Linked DNA regions of Danio rerio: region 1 is linked to region 2. Evidence: chromatin contacts called from public Hi-C data. All regions are on one chromosome and are shown on one strand. The core of a region is the stretch at or near the end of the contact, and the rest is flanking DNA. Distances in the headings are between cores, read along the strand shown. Region 1 holds the start of rpl36 (ribosomal protein L36). Region 2 has its middle 35 kb from the start of lmnb2.

Region 1 (3,408 bases), core at 721-3,220, 37 kb after region 2:
ACGCACCTCTCTGGTCGTGACTTCCTCCTTCTCGGACACTTTAAACTGCAGCCGGTCGTTCTCGAGCTCCAGCGCGCGCACGCGGTCGATGTACACGGCCAGGCGGTCGTTGAGCGCCCGCAGCTCCTCTTTCTCTTGCAGGCGGGAGATCCGCGCGGGGCTCAGCGGCGTCTGGGCGGCCGACGCGCGGCTCGGGGTTGCGGTCGCCATAATTATGATCGCTTCAGACCCTCTTCTTCACCTCAGAGAAAAATACACACGCTCCTTCGCGTCCCACTGAGCAGCGGCCTCCGAGTCGCACTTGCAGCGGCTTTCCGGCGGCGCGTTAGGAAGTTTGCGTGGTTTTGTGGAGTTTTCTCAATGAAAGCGTGTGTTTGTAGTCCGACTGCTGGTTGGCTGCCTTTGAAACGGAGGTGTGAAAAGAAAATGGCCGACGCTAACGTAAAACCGCGCCAAAAGTCGCCCGAAGTGCTCACTGGGGGTTGTAGTCCAAAATGCTGTTAAACTACATGGGAGCTCGATATTATCTTTTCTTTTTGTTTAATCAATTTGAAGGTTCATATTTATCAAATAAACTTTTTATAACTTTTATATATATATATATATATATATATATATATATATATATATATATATATATATATATATATATATATATATATTCTTTTCCATTATTATTTCTTTCTCCTTTTTCCCGTTTGATTAAGTAAAACATGGTATTACGATACGTTCTGTCTTATATTGGTGTGTTACCTCACGCTTATGTTTGTCTAAATGAAATAAAAAAGGTTTTGGAGGAGACTTTACATTAATTTAATAAAATCATTGAATCAATTGAATCAGTGAGAGTCTGCATTTGTATAATTTTGAAGTGCTTCAGATTGTGTTAATTTCTTTCTGTTGTGTTTTAATTGTTCTTTGTTTTATTTAGACACGAATTGATATATAACGCTGACAAAATATGCTGCAAAATATACTAATGAAACATAACAACAACAACAATAATAATACATTATAATTATGCTGTGCTTCTCACGCTTAAGCATAATACAGGAAAAAGGGGAGTAAATATCAACAATTAAAATACCACAATATTTTATAAACTTAAAATGAAAAAACGATCAAAAAATATATATTTTTACATTTTCTTAAAACTACTTGAGGTGAGGTCTTCTAACAGGCACACACACACACACACACACACATGTATTTATAGATTTGTTTACTCATTTGTTTATATTTGCTTATTTATTTATTGTTTAATTTATGCAGGAGTTTATGCATTTATTCACTCATTTGTTTATATATTTGCGTATTTATTTATGTATTGTTTTATTTCTGCAGGAATTTATGCATTTATTTATATATTTGCACATTTATTTATTTATTTATGACATTAGGCATTTATTTACTCATTTATTTGTATATTCGAATATTTATTTAATTATTGTTTTTGCAGGTTTCATCCTACATATCAAATGTGTTCAAAACCTACATTGGTTTAACAAAAACCTTTAAAAAGTGTTTAATCAAAAATATATTCACTGGTTTGTTCAATCCACGTTACAGAAAACTGCAGTGGGGAACAGTCAAGGTACTATACTCATCTATTACATGTGTGTATTTTAATAATTTGGTTAGCCACAATTATTAAGCAAAACAAAATAACAAAAAAATCAGAAACAGAAATTTCCTATTTAAAAAATAGCCACATTCCTATTTTTGCATGAGGAATTTAAAATGAAAACAAAATAAAATTTTGACACATTCATGAGTTTGATACATCAAAAAGTTATTTATTTTAAATTTTTTGTAATGTAAAAAACACATTTTGAACAGATTGTTTACTTTCAAACAGCCGTAATGAACCGTTAAAGATCTTTTAATCAGTAGATGGCGCCATTAATATTCCCCGCGAACTGCTGTCTTTTCCGTCGCGTGTGAAAGTTCAGCTTCCGCCTGACAGCGGTCCTTCCGGTTTGGACGCCATTAGCAAAGAGCAGGTATGAATCTCCGGAGAATCACAAGCGTTAAAATCACTTTAATATCTTACACATCGAGTGTAAAATCACGACAGAAGTGCTTGTTTTTGAAAATATGAAGTTTAAAAAACGATTTCCGCCCATTATTGTGAAGGTTTATCACGATGTTCGTCTATTTTTAAGGCAGTCGCTTCGAGTAGACGCGAAAAAGCGCTCAGATGGCTTTCTCAAACGCTGCCGTTACAAATTTAACAAAACGATGACGAATTAACAATTCAGACGTGTATACGACGTTGCATTTACATTTCTTGCTTGTTTTATATTGGTATTTAACCTTTTTGAGCGCGTGTATGTAATCTTAACCAGCGACGGCATGCGAATAACCATATTAACATGTATTTCAAGCGTGTTTGTACATATGTATGAACAAGACATCCTTTTTTAAAATTGTTTATTAAATATTAACTATGTCTGAGCTCTTATGTGACGCGTTAATGTCGAGAATGAAGTATATGTGCTTTATAACCTAACTGGTGTAAGAATAGTTAACGTTATTCAGGCATAATTACACCTACAAAGTCAGAATATTACATCTATTAAATATTCGTACATTGCAGTGAGTTTATATAAAGCACACATTTCTATAGAAAATATAATTATTATTTATCATTATAATGCTGTTTCACACATGCTTATTGCACAATTATATATAGCACATTATATTTAAACATATATCTAACCAAACTATTTTTATTTTATTTACACGTAACACTTATAAAACATTTATATTTAAGCACACATGCAGTTTAGGATATGTTTGTGTAGTTTATTTTGTTTGTACTGTACATGTATTCAAGAATGTTATCTATAATTTATATCTAATACTTCAGCCCAGCTATGTTCTCTCACTGTGTTAAATTAGCAGTTTACCTCCTATAAATCACTTATCCATCACCACACGGGCCTTTTAGGACAGATTTATTCTGCATGTTTATTCAAGAATAATTACACTCAAACAGTAGAATATGCTATTATTTTTTAACTCTACATAATATATACAGTACATAAGCTCTTATTCAGCACACAAATGTCTTAATACTTTAGCACAGCTATGTTCTCTTACTGTTTTAATATCACAGTTTACCGCCTATAAAACACTTATCCATGGCCACACATGCGTTTTAAGACAGTTTATTCAAGAATGTTTACACTTAAACAGTATAATCTGCCTTTTTTACTAAATTGTGCTTATATATAGATATATAGATGAGCAATTCCAGCATTATGGATGTGACATTTGCAGTAAACTCAACATAAATTTGCATAGAACGTATATGTTAGCATTATATTGAAACTTTTGTTTATATTTTCCAGAACAACTGACCACAGAGTTATGGGAGCAGAAAAATATCAATTTATTAACATG
Region 2 (3,725 bases), core at 276-2,775:
CATGATGAATACTCCTGACACATGAAAGTGTAAAGCCTGCAGCTCACAACAAATGTGGAAAGTTATCGCGTGTCATATTTAACAAGCCGTGTACTGCTAATTTGATGTAATTTTGCTCACATGGATAATTGAATATTCATCAGATGATGTCATTACGCTGCTGTGCCGTCAGCCAATCGCTGCATAGTTGATCATGATTTCGAGGATCGATAGATCTGTCCTTCACAACACACGCAGCGATCTCAGATCAGTTTATCCAGACATTCTAATCTGATTCACGAACTTATTTGAAGAACCAAATTAGCGAGAGATCAGTTATCAAGATTAACAGATCCAGGATCTGCCAAATCATCTTAGATCATTTAAGCGAGGTACGAAGAACGGACCCCTGTAAGAAAATATCAGAATTGGGAACATACTTTCTTCATTATCTTTGCATGAACTGAGCCGATCTAATCCTGTTTATATGAATTGAACCTGCTTCCGATCAGGTTTGACCTAGCAGAACTGTTGCTATGACAACAACTCTCGGATCAGCTTTGAAGAACGAAACGATCCTGGATCATGTCAAATCGTCAATATCCAAATCCAGCTAACTGAGTAATCCACGTACGAAGAACGATTAATCATAAAAAGATCAGGATCTGGACACCCAGGCAACATAAATTATGAATGATGCTGATTTGCATATGATTATTAATCTTTCCAATCACTGCATTCAGATATAAAAAATGCAAAAAAAAATAAATAAAAAAATCAAGAGATTCCGCCTTTAGTCGTTTTAGCAAGTTACAGTCAAATACACAGCAGTAGTGGGAGAACAGTTTATAGTTCAGATATAACCACCGATGTTTATGGTGAAGATGAAAATCACCGTCATATGCGTTTAAATGAAAGTTGTAGGCGGCTGTCACATTATTTAACCAATAGGTGGCGACACTCAGCCATCAAAATGTTCATTTCGCCACAGAGGAATGAACCACCAACTTATCCAGCATGTTTCACATAGCTACAGCCGCAACCCAGAACTGGGAAACACCCATACACACTTACATTTTATACTACGAACAATTTAGTTCATCAATTCCCCTATAGCGCATGTGTTTGTGAAAACATGCAAACTCCACACAGAAATGGCAACTGGCCTAGTCGGAACTCGAACCGTTGACCTTCTTGCTGTGAGGCCGCAGTGCTAACCACTGAGCTAACATTTGCATATATTAATTTATCAAATTAACAACAAAACAAATCTGCGTATAATGATGGACGCCACATATTCCCCCCTTTACCTTTTTTCACTGATGGTTTATTACTGGAGTCGTCCATTAAGGACTCCTCAACACACTCCGGCTACCAGCGCAGTGTGGGTGTCGAAATGGTGTGCGTGTGTGTGGGAGACACGGCCGGCGTCTGTGTGATCGGAGGTGGGTGGAGGAAAGGAAAAAAAGAGAAAATGAAAGACAAGGAGCAAAACCGAGAGCCCCTTCCTCTGGGCAGAGACATGACACACTAATGACTGAGAGACAGCGGTAGAGGAGTGCAAGCGTGTGTGTGTGTGTGTGGGGGCGGACTGGTACAAACACACCACGCTTCCACATCCAGAAGCAAAAACACCCGAGATGAGATGTTCATCTGCTTTCTGGCGCTGGGTGTGTGTGAGGAACATAATATTACAGCTTTCAGAGGCGTTGCTGAAAACAGCCTTAAACATAGAGGGGTCACCCAGCGAGAAAACAACCCAAAAAAACAGACTGAGAGAGTCGCATCAGCCGACAACTGCCGCATCACAGATGAAAATGCTGGATTTTAGAGATGCAGCGCGCTCTAGTGGTGAACAGGAGGGTTGCGTTTTAGACTACATGCACACTGTAAAAATGCTGGATTCACACAATCGATGTGTAGGAACATGAAGTTAACCTATTAGATTTATAAATTTAAGCAGAATTAACGTCAATTTGTTATGATTAATTAACCCCTAAGGGCTTTATCATCTCAGCTTGCTTTAAATTAGTTTGAGTGTTTGTTTCTAGTCCAAATATCTAAAGATTCTAAAATCAGGAAGCATTTTCTGGATAAAAAGAAGTTAAAATTAAGTGACTTGGTACTTAAAACAAGTGAAATAATCTGCCAATGAGGAAGGCAAAATAATCTACACTCACCGGCCACTTTATTAGATACACCTTTTCAACTGCTCTTGTCGCAAATTTCTAAGCCAATCACATGGCAGCAACTCAATTTATTTAGGCATGTAGACAGTTCAAACCGAGCATCAGAATAAGGAAGAAGGGATTTAAGTCACGTTGAATGTGGCATGCTTGTTGGTGCCAGACAGGCTGGTCTGAGTATCTCAGAAACTGATCTATAGGGATTTTCACGCACAACCATCTCTAGGGTTTACAGAGAAAAAGAAAATATCCAGTGAGCGGCAGTTCTGTGGGCACAAACGACTTGTTGATGCCAGAGGTCAGAGGAGAATGGCCAGACTGGTTCCAGCTAATAGAAAGGCAACAGTAACCCAGATAACCCTCTCGTTGCAACTGAGGCCTGCAGAAGAGCATCTCTGAACACACAACACGTCTAACCTAGAGGCGGATGGGCTACAGCAGCAGAAGACCACACCGGGTGCCACTCCTGTCAGCTAAGAACAGGAAACTGAGGCTACAATTCACACAGACTCACCAAAACTGGACAATAGAAGATTGGAGAAACGTTGCCTGCTCTGATGAGTCTCCATTTCTGCTGCCACATTCGGATGGTCGGGTCAGAATTAAGGCAGTTCTGAAGGCAAAAGGGGGTACAACCCAGTACTAGTAAAGAGTACTTAATAAATTGGCGGGTGAGTGTAGTTCTTGCTTTGAATTAAAACTATGTTTTGTTTTGGCAAGCAAAAATAAACTGAAAAGCCTGTAGACGGTGTCTTAAAGGTTTACTTTAATCACAAATTCAAGAATTAATTTAAAAACAAATCTTCAAAAGCAGTTCAAGCTGTAATGGAAAACGGGGTTTGGCAATGAATTACTAGCTCGTTAAATAATAATAAAAAAACATTGACTCGAATTGACTAAAATTGTAAGCTTTTTATTTCAATGACTAAATTTCAGTACTTGGGTTAAATGTTGGGTCAGATCAAACATGCAGCAGGGTGCCTTACAATGTTAAGTCGAGTCAACTATTCTTTTTTTTTTTCTTGCCATTTACACTGATGGATTAAAACTACAGTATAAGACTTTTGAAGCAATACCTTGCATTGTTTGTAACAATACTGCAATTGTATCCTACGCCACCCAACCCGCTCCGAGCTGGTATCAAACTGGCGACCTTCAGCTTGGGAGTCGGTTGCTCTATCAATGAGGATGAAGACCATGGCCTCTAGCGTCTGTCACTAGAGCACATTTAGAGGTCAGAGGAGTGAGATTTACCTGCGCAGCACACACTAGCTGGCGTCCGTTACATGATTATTATTTTATTAAACGCAAGCAGTTTATCAGTGCACAGTTTCAAGTCTTCAAACTTTAGAAATACTTACACTAATATAACAATGCTGGGTTGTTTTAAGCCACTGTTGGTGGTTAATCTTTTCAATTAGGTTTTTTTTTTTAACCCAACGGTTGGGTCCATATTTGACCAAACGACCAACCCAGCATTTTATTAGAGCGTACGTTTTAAAAACTACTATCTGCTGCTGTTATTTACATTAAGCAGACGAATTTACCCTTAAAGTGACT

Evidence for each region. A called contact is a pair of places that touch in the nucleus more often than the background predicts.
Region 1: a contact with region 2 is called in a Hi-C map of gastrula embryo, with 2.2 times the contacts expected there. The contact joins the promoter of rpl36 here to the enhancer-like site in region 2. A contact is called at or near these places in 2 of 18 Hi-C or Micro-C datasets (caudal fin and gastrula embryo).

The regions. Positions count from the first base shown.
Region 1 is chr22:3,275,499-3,278,906 of GRCz12tu, forward strand. rpl36 (ribosomal protein L36) reads left to right here and starts at 1,971. Exons shown (of 4, transcript NM_212952.2): 1 at 1,971-2,003. It overlaps lmnb2 (lamin B2), which reads right to left and starts at 417. Exons shown (of 12, transcript NM_131002.2): 1 at 7-417. The coding sequence starts at 210.
Region 2 is chr22:3,238,581-3,242,305 of GRCz12tu, forward strand. No RefSeq gene overlaps it. Among named protein-coding and RNA genes, the nearest start is that of lmnb2, 35 kb to the right of the region's middle. Within about 2 kb of position 1,526, at least 37 of the 62 cell types and tissues checked have an H3K27ac peak or open chromatin away from gene starts, as enhancers often do. A contact at or near this core is called in caudal fin and gastrula embryo, where this site is marked.